Linked DNA regions of Mus musculus: region 1 is linked to region 2. The links are chromatin contacts, called in public Hi-C maps. All regions are on one chromosome and are shown on one strand. Each heading gives the region's core, a stretch centred on a gene start, on an enhancer-like site or on the middle of the called end of the contact. The rest is flanking DNA. Distances are from core to core; before and after follow the strand shown.

What was found. Hi-C and Micro-C count contacts between places; a contact is called where the count stands out from the background.
Region 1: a Hi-C map of CD8 T cells shows a contact between it and region 2, with 9 times the contacts expected there. The contact joins the promoter of Snhg7 here to the promoter of Vav2 in region 2. A contact is called at or near these places in 2 of 39 promoter capture datasets (embryonic stem cells and neural stem cells), 2 of 15 datasets of contacts at CTCF or cohesin (embryonic stem cells and large pre-B cells), 8 of 484 Hi-C or Micro-C datasets (B cells, CD8 T cells, the G1E-ER4 cell line and 3 more) and 8 of 115 datasets of contacts at active chromatin or transcription factors (craniofacial prominence, embryonic midbrain, embryonic stem cells and 5 more).

Annotation. Positions count from the first base shown.
Region 1 is chr2:26,637,328-26,643,462 of GRCm38.p6, reverse strand. Snhg7 (small nucleolar RNA host gene 7) reads left to right here and starts at 3,219. Exons shown (of 4, transcript NR_024068.2): 1 at 3,219-3,405; 2 at 3,992-4,033; 3 at 5,368-5,422; 4 at 5,830-6,135. It overlaps Snora17 (small nucleolar RNA, H/ACA box 17), which reads left to right and starts at 4,142; the gene lies at 4,142-4,273. Snora43 (small nucleolar RNA, H/ACA box 43) reads left to right here and starts at 5,478; the gene lies at 5,478-5,616. It overlaps Snhg7os (a long non-coding RNA gene), which reads right to left and starts at 1,342. Exons shown (of 4, transcript XR_003953776.1): 1 at 81-1,342.
Region 2 is chr2:27,425,394-27,431,432 of GRCm38.p6, reverse strand. Vav2 (vav 2 oncogene) reads left to right here and starts at 3,825. Exons shown (of 28, transcript NM_009500.2): 1 at 3,825-5,157. The coding sequence starts at 4,954.

The sequences.
Region 1 (6,135 bases), core at 1,970-4,469, 790 kb after region 2:
AGGTGAGGCAGTCTGTGCTTAGTCACACTTAGAACTGTTTGGCAGCAGCAGCAGACATTACCTCCGCAGAGACCACTCACGTCAGGTTCATCCTGAACTCCAACTCATCAAGACTGTTTCTCTCAAAGGTGAAGGGAGGCAGCGGGTCTTTCCATCTCGACTCAGGAATAGGCAAGTCTCCTGCCCAGCACCTTATGTACCCCTTTCCCAAGATCTGCAGTTGGAGGTCACAAGTGCACACAGTTGCAGGGAGAAGGGAATCTGGAAGACGGTGGGTGAGAGGCAGGAGGAGAATGCAGTCAGGTCTCAGTGCAAGATGGAAGGGTCCGGGATGCCGGGATGTCAGGAGGAGTCCTGACCATGGCTGTCTCTCACCAACAGCAGCAGTAGGTAGAACCAAGCAGACAGGGCACAGGCGTCCTAGGAGAAACACTTCCTGGGAAGAGCCCTGACCACAGACCCTGCACAGGCATCCAGAGGGAACTGAGAAAGGTGATCTGGAGGACAGGTTGACCTTTCACTTCAGGGAGCTGAGCCGGAGGACAGGGCAGAATGGACATGGCTGAGGAGGTGACCTGAGAGAACCATGACTGTACCGACTGACCACGGTCTGCTTCACTGTCTACAGTCAAAGTGCTGAGGTGTGGCAAGGAACAGACTTCTCAGTTTCTCCTGAAATCATTAGGAAGTTGGCTCTGTCTCCCAGATACACAACAGTCACAGGGGCCTTACCCAGGATGAAATCTGAAATCAACTCATTGGAAGAATATAAGAAGTGTCTCTGAAGCACACACACACACACACACACACACACACACACACTGAGAGAAAGGAAGGAAGGAAGGAAGGAAGGAAGGAAGGAAGGAAGGAAGGAAGGAAGGAAGGAAGGCAGGCTATTCTTGGGAGTCCAGCTAGAGCCAGGACAGCGTCCATCTAGCAAGCCTCCCCTGTCCCCCAGCAGCCTCTTAGTCTCTAAGTGCACACAGTGAGAAGAAAGACATGACCATGGCCTGGAACACCTGCTCAAGCCCCACTCCCACCTGAGAAGATCCCACCAAGCACGTAAGAGAGGTATTTTTTTCAACATCACCTGTGGCTTCCATCTGCAGGCCTGAGACACACCCAGTCCAAGGTCTGAGCTTGGAAGCCAGTTGCTACCCTCAGTCCTCCCTCCCCAGGGCCATCACCTCCTCAGGACTGGCAGGAGTCAGAGGAGGCATCGTGGCTCGAACCACAGAGAGCAGGCCCAGCCCTGCAGTGAGTGTGAAAAGATGCATGGCCTCAGCTCAGCTCTGTGCTTCTAGCCTAGCAGCTCCTTGTGCTGCTGCTGCTGCCGCCACTGCTGCCACTGCTGCCACTGCCGCTGCCTCTGCCAGTGCCGGTGCCAGTGCTGCTGCTGCTGCCACTGCTGCCACTGCCGCAGCTGCTACCTCTGCTGAAGCTGCTACCTCTGCTGCTGCTCCAACTTTCTGACATGCAGAATTGCTCTGGAAGCAGAATCCTGCCTTCCACTATCCACACCAAAATCATTGTCCACACCCCTCTGTCCAGGAGATTGCAGTTTTGTTTGGATCAATGTGAATAGAGGAGCTAATTTGTGCAATTAACCTCATGACTGCCTCTGGCACTCGTTCTCGCTCTCTGCTTCCTGACTGTAGGGTCTGTGTGGTCAGCTGCCTCCTAGCCCTACTGCCATGCCTGCTGCCTCATGACGGTACTGTATTCCCTTGAACTATAAGCCAAATATTTCTTCCTTCTTTAAGTTGCTTTGGTCAGGGATCGGGACTGTTCATCTCAATTTGCAATTTGATAAGATCTAAAATCACCCATGAGGTGAACCTCTGGGTGTACGGGAGGGCTTATCTTGATTAGGTTAATTGAGATGGAAAGACCAACTCCTTCTGTGTGGCACCATTCTCTGGCCTAGCTCGGATCCTGGAGTATAGAAGGGGTTATCTGAGGACCAGCATTCATCACTCTCTAATCCTTGACCTGCCATGTGGGCCAGTTGCTTCAAGCCTACTGCTGTTACTTCCCTGTCATGCTAAACTGCAACCTCAAACTGCAGCCCAAACACTTTCTGCTTAACCTGCTTCTGTCTTGGTATTTTATCACAGCTACAGAAAAGGAAATTAAGACAGATCACTAAGACAAAAAGTGACTGGTAACAAGTCGTGAGGCTAAGATAAGAGCCCGCTCCTTAGTGAACCAGGTTTGATTTCTAGCATCCACATGACGACTCAAAACCATCTGTAACTCCAGTTTCAAGGCTTTGGGCCACGCATAACAGTTCACCCCTCAAAATCTAGTTGTTAGAAGTTAGGGGCAGGAGGATCAGAAGTTCAACTTATCTTCAACTACATAGCAAGTTTGAAGCCTAGGCTATATGAGACATCGTATCAAAAAACAGGAAGGAGGAAGGGAGAGAGGGAGGTGGGAAGGCAGACAGGCAGGCAATATAAGGGTTCAAGAACTTGGGACTATTAACAAGTGTGGCTGGGCTGGCCCACCAGTAAAAGAAGAGTGCTCAATGGTGTGTCCCCAGGCCCACAATTCACCCCATCACCTGGGAGCCCTCATCAGTTTCAGGACTTAAAAGACAAATCTGTACTTGTGCGGGACACAACACAGCAAGTAGTCAGAGTGTATTATTTGTCTTCCAGCACTGTCCTGAAGCAGAGGACAGCCAACCTTCTAAAAGCTGCTGTGTGCCTCAGATCCACAGACAACCCCACAGGCGGGGCTAGTTAGAAACATCTGGAATCCATGAACTCCCTGGAGCTCCCTCCTGACTCATCCCCAAAGCGTCCTTGTAAAAGAGGAAACAACTGGTCACCTCCTTGCCTCCTAAATTCTGGTTCGTCAGAGCTGGCCTTTCCTCTTTGCGTGGAAGCTTTAGTATCACTAAGAACAGGGAGAGCAAGGCTGCCCCCACCAAAAACGAGGAGTTTCGTAAGAAGGCGCAGGACTTCATGGGTCGTTTGAAAAGTCCTGTGAGCTTGGTAACACTCGAAATAAGTCTCTGAGTTCTGCTTGGAAAGGCAGGATCTAGGATCAAGCAGTACAGAGTCCCATGAGCCTCTAACCGACTGGGCTATGAGAAGCGCCGGCGAGGAGCGAAGGAGCCACTAGAGGGCGCGGCACTCGGAGGACAGTGAAAGTCCCTCGCGGGCTGCCGTAGTCAGTACTATAAAGGACGTGGCGTGGAGATGCTCGGCCTCTCGGCAGCCATGGCGGCTCTATGTTTGTATCGCCATTGTTACCGTTGGGACGCCGCGGATGACCCTATATACCCTTGGCCGGCTACCGGGAAGACTGCGTCTCCTGACGATCGTAACGAAGATGTACCGTGCTTTCCTTCTGAGAGTTTAGTCGCCCTAATATGTGCAGCAGGCTAACCGCGTGGTAAGGGGAAGGGCGTTCACGATGTGCCCGAGGGCCGGGTGGACTGCCCCCAGAAGTCCCGAGAAGGAAAGCCGAGGCTCCTGTCTGGACTAGTACAACGCAGAAGCCCCTGGTTGGGGCTCCAGACCGGTCTCCCTTTCGTAGGGCTAAGGAGCACCAGGGAAAGACTCTGTCTATATTTGCTGCATGCTGAATACCAACTTGAGATAACTCAGATGTGAGACAGTACTCTGTCTAGTGTAATGCCGCTGAGTTGGAGAGAAAGAAAAAGGGGTTTTATTTGTAAAAAGCCTAGCCGGGCGTGGTGGCGCACGCCTTTAATCCCAGCACTCGGGAGGCAGAGACAGGCGGATTTCTGAGTTCGAGGCCAGCCTGGTCTACAAAGTGAGTTCCAGGACAGCCAAGGCTATACAGAGAAACCCTGTCTCGAAAAACCAAACCAAAAAAAAAAAAAAAAAAAAAAGCCTTAGCAAGGACAAGCCATGTGGACCCATTGGAATAGGAATAAAATACAAGTCTAGTGCAGTCCCCCAAAGTGATCCTGATAGGGTGTGTGCAGAATGCTTTCTTCCTTTCCTTTCCCTAGGAAGCTTGCCTGCCAGAAAGAAAGCGCCTGTTGGGCTATTAGGTGAGTTGGGCTATTAGGTGAGTTGGGCTATTAGGTGAGTTGACTCAAAGTTACTAAGATTCGCATTAACAGTCACGGTGTGGCACCCAGCACTTGCTTCATCGACACCCTGCTCCTAGAGGCGTTGCAGGTGTGGCTGCTGTGTCACATGTGCGTCAGTAGGTGGCAGAGAGAAAAGAGGCTATGTCTACGCTCAGTGTTCTGCCCTGTGAACGTCTGAATGATTTGTAGCCTGACAACACTCCTGAAAGCTGGAGGTGGGATTGTCCCTCCTAGTTTTTGACTGGCTTAGGTCATTTGATGGCTCTGCATAAACCAAATAGAGGGGCTGGTGTGTAAAGAGGAAGTTTACAGAGAAATTGATCTGTTGGAAATCATGAAACCAGGTCCTGGGACACAGCGTTGTGGCACATGTTTCTCTTATCCACCAGCTTGGGTCAAGAGACTGTCTCAAAAACAACAGTGGGTGGAAGCAAGGATGTATCTGTCTTAGTCAGGGGTTTTATTGCTATGAAACACCATTACCAAAGAGCAAGTTGGGGAGGAAAGGGGTTATTCCGCACACACTTACACTGCTGCTTGTTGCCAAAGGAAGTCAAGGCGGAGACCATGAAAGGGTGCTGAGTGCTCCGCCTGTACCTGCATGCCATAGGAGGCCATCAGAGCCTGTTCTAGATGGTGGGGAGCTGGGAATTGAACTCAGCCGTCAGTGCTCTTAACCACCGAGCCAGACTCCAACCCCAACCAAGAGGTTGGGTTTCTCTATGGCCTGGGATTAAAGGTGTGTTCCACCACCAGCCCAGAGATGGCACCATTCACAATGGGCTAGGCCTTCCCCACTGTTCACTAATTGAGAAAATGCCTAACAGTTGGATCTCATGGGGGCATTTCCTAATGACTAACTTGTATCAAGTTGGCACAAAACCAGCCATTACAACCTCAAAGCCTCTCTTTGGGGAGATGAGTGGAGCTTATTACCTAATGCTCCAGCTACCTTGATGTGAGATGGCTTTTCAAACTGGGTATCTACTGGTTGCTAGCTGGTACGGGCTGGAGTGGAGCTCAGTGGTGCTCACTTGGCTGCACACAGGCCTGAGTCTCCATCCCTAGCACCATGGGCAAGTGAAACTGATAAGGGGAAAAGACGAAGTGCCTGATGGTAGGTCCATGCAGCACCGAGATTTCAGAATGAGGAAGCATGGTGGAGCATACAGCTAACAGTGACAGGGGGTGTCATAAAGCATAAGGGTAAAGGGACTACTGCTTCGGGCCTCCAGAGGTCTGGGGGTGCGACACTTGTGGAAGGTCTACATTGATTGTTTTCTTTGGTACAGGAAAGTTGGTGACTAAAGTCTGCTTATGCCAAATGCCCAGCAATGTCCAGTTGAGGTAAGAGGTAGGCTGGAGCATGCTCAGATGGGATGTGAGTGGCTGCCCTAAAGATGCTGTCCTAGATCAGCACCACAGGCATGGCACAGCTGCTCAGCTGAGCCTGTGACATTGGGGCAAAGAGCAAGTGGCTGTTTCTACGCTCAGTGCTCAGAAGCCCGTGAGCACTAAGAATGGTTTGTAGCCTGACATTTTGCAGAGCCGTGGTGGGAAGGCACTGGGTTTTGCTTTGATGCTGTTGGCCAGACCCCAGTGTCAAACCTCTAGGGCTCACCAAAGGGTTGCATGGTCAGCATTTTAGGGAGATAGAACTTTGGAAGTGGAGGGAGATAGAAATTAAGTTTTCTAGGAGACATCCTGAGGGACTGGAAAAATACAAGAAACTCTCCATTCCTTTCATCTTCCAGATCCAGGAGCCAGGAAGAAGGGGGGCTACTTGGCCAACATGGCTGATCACGTGCCTGAGGTATGCCCTCTGACCTCACCAGGGTAACACAGAACCATCCATACAGGCCTTGGGCAGCTGGAAATTTACACTGGTAGCTCTCCCATGTCCTAAGTTAGGAACTGGATTTGGATTGGCTTGGGTTTGACTCTTATTTCCAAGACTGGTGAGGTAAACACTGGATGGAGGACCCTCTAAGGCTCAACCTCTCTATCTAATTGTATATGGCCTTAAGAGAGATAATTGAGTTGGGTGGTGATAACTGGTC
Region 2 (6,039 bases), core at 2,576-5,075:
GCTGTGCTCGTCACACTGTGGGTATCAACTTCATTTTACTAAGAGCCAACATTTCCAGCAGCCACCGTGGTCCGCTGAGCCTGTCTGGAAACATGCTTAGTGCTTGTTATTCATATGCAGCCAAAGGGGGTGCAACTGGACCAGCTCCATTTACCTAGTATCCGGGTGGCTTGTGGCTTTGTGATGAGGGCTCCTGTGGAAATCAGAGCCACCCCAACTCTGCCTCTAAGCCTCATGCGGAGAGCTGAACAGTGTCCTGGCCCCAGTGCTCTCTGATAGGGTCTTCTCAGAAGCCTCTAAAGCCTCAGGACAGGTCTCAGGGGAGCTGTCCTCAGGTTTGCACAGTCATCGGCAGGTGCCCAAGTCACGACTGTGTCACAGCAAGATTTCAGAGACCTCAGTGAAGTGGTCAGTCTCTAGACTGTGGCCTTTGGCTTAAATTTGAATTTGAAGCAACAAGCAGTGAAAAGTCTCCATTTTGTCTTTTCAAAGGAAAAGCAAGAGCGCCCACACCCATCACCCAGCAAGGCAAGGCGTGCTCCGTCTCTAGGGCGGGCCAGATGGTCTTTCCCTACACCTATAATTTCCTGGGAAATTGTGACAGCTGAATTTGCCTGATGGAGCTCCAAATGGAATTTGCAAAATGTGTGTTCATGTGGGTTGGATGTGAGAAGAAATCCCTCACTCCACCAAAACATCCACTTCCCCTTCTCCGGAAAGGAAGCCAGGGCGCAGTCAGTATGGTCCAGTTGGTAGGTTGCGTGGGTGGATGCAGGTAATAAGTGGGTGGGTAGGAGTGGGGCAGGTAGTGATGGACAGGTGGGAGGCTGGCCTGAGCCATGTGAAAGGAAAGACAGAGGGAAGGGACACGGGAGGGCTGAGCAGGGGAATGAAGGACTAAGTAGATCAGAGGCTAAGTATCCAAAGGGCCAGGTAGATGGATTGAGGGACCAGTAAAAAGATGTAAAAAAAGGTTCAGGGCTGTAGACCAGGTGGTAGAGAAAAGGAAGGCCAATGCTGGTATTCCTTTGAATTCGAAGCCTTGCTGGACCCTGTGAGCGAGAGACCTTCGATGGTGGCCTTTTTGATGAAAAGCACAGAGAGCATGCAATGTGTCTGGGTGTTTGTTGGGGACACATGAACCAAGAGTCAAAATGACTGGTCTGGAGGGGAGGCCCTCAGTTTCTGGGACAGTCCAGTGTCTGTAGATGCTTTCTCTGAGGCAGCTGTGTGCTCAGAGGTACTTGCGATCTGGTCAGAGACCTGTCCTGGCGTTGCCAGGTGACCAGTGTTTCACCGTGGGGGTCGTTGGGACACTGCAGGAGCCCTGGAGGGCAGAGACAGGTTGTGTTCTGTGATTTCTCTCCTGCTGACACCTAAGCCTTACGGTCAGGTCAGCCTGGAGTAAAAACAAACAGCTCTGCTGGGAGCAATGGGAAAATGGACTCCATGTTGAGAACCTAGTTCAAATCCATTTTCTGCTAGCCAGAGTCTTGGTCAAGTCTCTCTCTGGTAGAAGAATTCTAGGCAGATAAACTGGAAGTGCAAAAAACTAGGAGCGGCATAGAAGATGCAGCCAGAGAAGGAAGCTGTGTCATAGGGGGTTTGCACGGCAGAGATTCTGCCATTTTTTTTTTCCTTTTTCCTTTCCTTTAAGACAGTGGTTCTCAACCTTCTTAATGCTGTGACCCTTTGTTTCTTTTCTTTTCTTTCTTTCTCTTTTTTCTTTTTGTTTTTTCGAGACAGGGTTTCTCTGTGTAGCCCTGGCTGTCCTGGAACTCACTTTGTAGACCAGGCTGGCCTCGAACTCAGAAATCCGCCTGCCTCTACCTCCCGAGTGCTGGGATTAAAGGAGTGCGCCACCACACCCGGCTTGCTGTGACCCTTTAATACAACTGTATTGAACACAACCTCATGTTGTGGTGACCTCTAACCATAACATTATTTTTCACTGCAATTATATTATGTTACATCAAAACTAATTTTTGTTACTGTTATGATTCATGATGTAAATATCCGTGTCTTTGAATGGTCTTAGGCAACCTAGCCCCAAGGGGTCCAGACCCACAGGTTGAGAATCGCTGCTGTAAGGGCTAGAGATGGGGCCTCATGCTTGTCAAACAGTGTTCTTTTAAAGAGCCCTAGGCCTAAAGATTTTATCTTTAGAGAGCTGAGTACCACAAAGGGCTTGTTTTGTGCTGTCACAGAGTGACAGGGTTGCATCTAGATTTGGTTCGGTCCTTGCTGGCTGTGGAGGGCAGACTGAAAGGCAAGGTAGAAGCGGGCTGCTGAGGAACCCAAGGGGAGGAACATAGACCTTGGTGGTGGCAGAGCTGGCAGTGCTCAGAATCTGAAACTTGCTGGCAAATTAGAAGTGGGGAGTTAACATCAGAGTCCATAAAAGAATACGCTGTAGCTGACCAGCTCATGACTGGGAAGACAGAGATGTTTAGTTCCGTTATGATGTAGAACTGCCTCTGGACGAGGCCTGGCTCTCCATAGCCATGCTTGCCCCTATCCCGTAAGAGCTCCCAGGAGACCTGCTACCCCTTTCCAGGGGCATTCTTCTCTGAAGCCTCGTGCATGGTTAGTTGGTGGCCCACTTCCCACATCCCAGACATGTGGCTGGGGTTGACAGTTCCTACCTCAGGGTTTCGTCTGCTCAGTTCACTGCAGAGCTCTGGTATTCAGCACAAGTGGCTTTCAGTGGTGCTCATGACCAAAGTGGGGAGGTACACTTCTCTTGGACACTTCCAGAGGGCAATCCTGGTGAACAGTTCTGGGCTGAGAGAATGGGTGAGGAGAAAGATCCCCTTTACCAGTCCTCCGCATGTTTGTTTTGAGCTCGTGAACTCTGACCTACACATGCACAACAGACACCTGGAATACTTCCCACCCAGCTTTTCTTCATTCATCCTTTCTATTATTTCCGAGATGAGTGATGTCCCCACTAGCCAGATAAGGAATTGGGTACCAGAGAGTTCTGCTGGTGCCAGGAGGCCTGGATCTTCTGACTTGGAGGACTGACATGCTAACTCCACTATATGCTCTGCACTACAGCCCCTCAAAGACAGACAGACCCCTCTTTTGTAGCATCTAGGCTGTCAGCTGATGCCATTGCCCTCAAGACCACCAGGGGGCAGCAGACGAACGCTTGATTGGATGGCAAAATTCGTTTGTCCTAGACCTGGTCTTAGCTTCTGATGAGGCAGGAAGGCTGGAGTGCTGGGAGCACAGAGGCCTCTTTTCTGTGAGAGAGCTCCCTGGGTACACACGCCAAGGCATGAATGCAGCAGCATTTAGCAGGGTGCTTTGCTTTCAGCTTTGCAATCTCCTTTCTTTCCTTCTTTCTTTTTCCTCCCTTTGGTGCAGGGTGTTGAATGACTCTTAGGGAGATGCTGGAGGGTCTGCCTGTAGCCCTGTGCTTTGGACGATTTAACCCCCAGTCCGCAGGAGGTCCTTCCCCTGAAGCTATTCAGAGGTGAAGTAGAGGGGCTGAAGGCTCTACCTGGCTTCTCTGCCGGATCTCTAGGATTAGGGTTCATGCTTCCTCCTTAGGTGGGGCAGGTGATGGGACTTCCTGCAGAGAGAGGCCTTTCTGGGAGGGACTTCCCTGGGTGCAGGGGACAGATCTGTCATCCTTCCCTGGCCCAGGTAAACTGAGAGAGGCAGGGGCTGACAGAACACCGCCCACAAAAGCTCGGCTCTTGGAAACTGGTCACTTTCCTCTCTTCTAGCTCCCTTTCATGACACCAGTCTCATAGAAGACTTGGCTTTGTGGGGTTCCCTTCTTCTTTACCAAGAACCCACAGCTCCTGATACTGTCCAGAGCAAATTAATTTTAATCACAAAAATCAGTTATTTATGCTTTTGAAGTCCCTCCCACTGTCACAATGTCCTCAGGACACAACACGGTCTATCTCTCCAGCACCTCCCACTAGACAATCAAGGGGGCTGAAAGTGAAGGATTTTTTTCCCCCTCTCTCCGTTATTGTGGAGGCGGAGTGTCTTGCGGACCCTGGCAAGGACAGAGGACTGGAAGAGGCCATAGGGGCGTAGGGTGTGTAGGCCAGCCTGGTTCGCGTTCTGGGGTCTATCTTTGCCGAAAGACCCTGCAAGGGCACCCAGCGTTACCGCGGTCATCTTCTAGTCTCTTCTGCCGTGCGGCGGCCTCATCGCACCGCAAGAAAGACCTCCAGCCTCCACGTGCACCTAGGGAAAGTCGTGGGCGGGGAGCCTGCTCAGGAGCCCCGCCTTCCTCAACTTTCGCTGGCGGCCCAGGGGCAGGAAGTGGGAGGACGGGTTGGAGGCGGTGCTTGGGTCTCCGGGGAGGTGCCGGGTGAAGGTGCCAGCTCCGCCCCCGGCCCCGCCCGGCCGTGGCCGCGCCCCCTGCACCCCCAGCGCCTAGGAGCCGCGGAGCCTCGGAGTCCCAGTGCCCCGCGAGTGGCGTAGAGCCCGCGGGCCCGGCGAACAAAGCGACGGTGGAGCGAGCAGCTCAGGCGCCGGACGCAGGGAGCGAGCGACCCGCTGCGCCTTTGTCTCGGGTGGGGCAGGAGCGGTGGCCGAAGCGGGGCGCCCGGAGCTCAGAATGCGGCGCCCAGAGGGGCGGATCGAGAAGCGCTGCGACTGCAGGAGGCGTGGAGCCCCGGCCGGAGCACGAGCGGACTTGTGTGTGTGAAAGAGGGACCCCGCACGCTGCCCCGCGAGCGCCGGTTGGCCGCACGTGGGCGGGAGCGGCGGCCGGCTAGTAGCCCGAAGAGGAGGAGGAGGAAGAGGAGGGCCGTGCGGCCGCGCAGCGGGGACCCGGGGCCGCCTGCGCGAAGCCCCGCCCCGGCGGCCGAGCCCCGCGCGGGCGGGCGGGATGCCCCGCGGTCACCGCACTTTGGCCGGAGCGCTACCCTGAGCCAGCTGGCCAGCGGCCGCAGCGGCGAGCGCACAGGCGCCGCGGGCGCCATGGAGCAGTGGCGGCAATGCGGCCGCTGGCTCATCGACTGCAAGGTCCTGCCGCCCAACCACCGCGTCGTGTGGCCCTCGGCGGTGGTCTTCGACCTGGCGCAGGCGCTGCGCGACGGCGTCCTTCTGTGCCAGCTGCTGCACAACCTCTCCCCCGGTTCCATCGACCTTAAGGACATCAACTTCCGGCCGCAGATGTCCCAGGTGAGGGTCCCGGCACTGCAGGAGGGACTCGGGTGTGCGATCTGAGGGGCGCATTGACTGGAGCGTGGGCCGCGGGAGGCCCAGGTTCTCTGGCCGGAGCTTCTGGCTCAGGGGTCAGTGCAGAGCAGGTCACATCCCGGTCTCCTCTTCCCGCTCTAGAGAGCGGCGGTCCCCGAAGGCGCGAAGTTGGCTAAAGTCCCCCAGTCTAGGGCGCGCTACCACCGCCGCGGGAACGGTTTGTGTGCGCCGGCTCCCCAGTCTACGGCTGCCTGGTGGAGGGCGACTCCAGCCTCGGTGTAACGCCCAGCACTGCAGTGTTGCGTCTAGGCCCGGGTCCCCGAGTGTCCCTTCCAACCGGGTGCGTGCCACGCTGGGGGTCACGTCCCCGGCTGCGTGCCAGACGACCGGAGCCCATGGAGGTTGAGTTGGAGCCGTTGAAGGATGAGGTGGAGTGGTGGCTACTGTTACCCGCAGCTCGGCGGAGGGGCCGGGCCGGGTGGGGTGCTACGGCCGGAGGGAGCGGGAGGGCCGGGCGCCGCCCCCTCTCTGGCCTGCGCCTCCTCCCGGACCCCAGCCCAGGACCAGCTGCCTCGGGGGCCTTCCTGGATAGCCTCTGGGTTGGAGTCTTCTTCGCCTTCTCATTGCCCCCACTTCGGTGGTCGCTCCAGTGTGGCCTTTGTGGAGGCCAAGACACGCGTTTGGCCGCAGGGCAGGGCAGGGCAGGGCAGGAAAATGTCCGCTCTGCTGGCTGAAGCTGCTTTTCTTGGCCCCTTGAAGGGAACTTGGCCGAGAGTTAAGCAAATTCGAGGCATGTGGCCCGCCCTTCGGGGGTCGCTCTTTAAAGGGATCTGGGAGGTGGAGAGAAGAGTTAGGCAGCTCTAG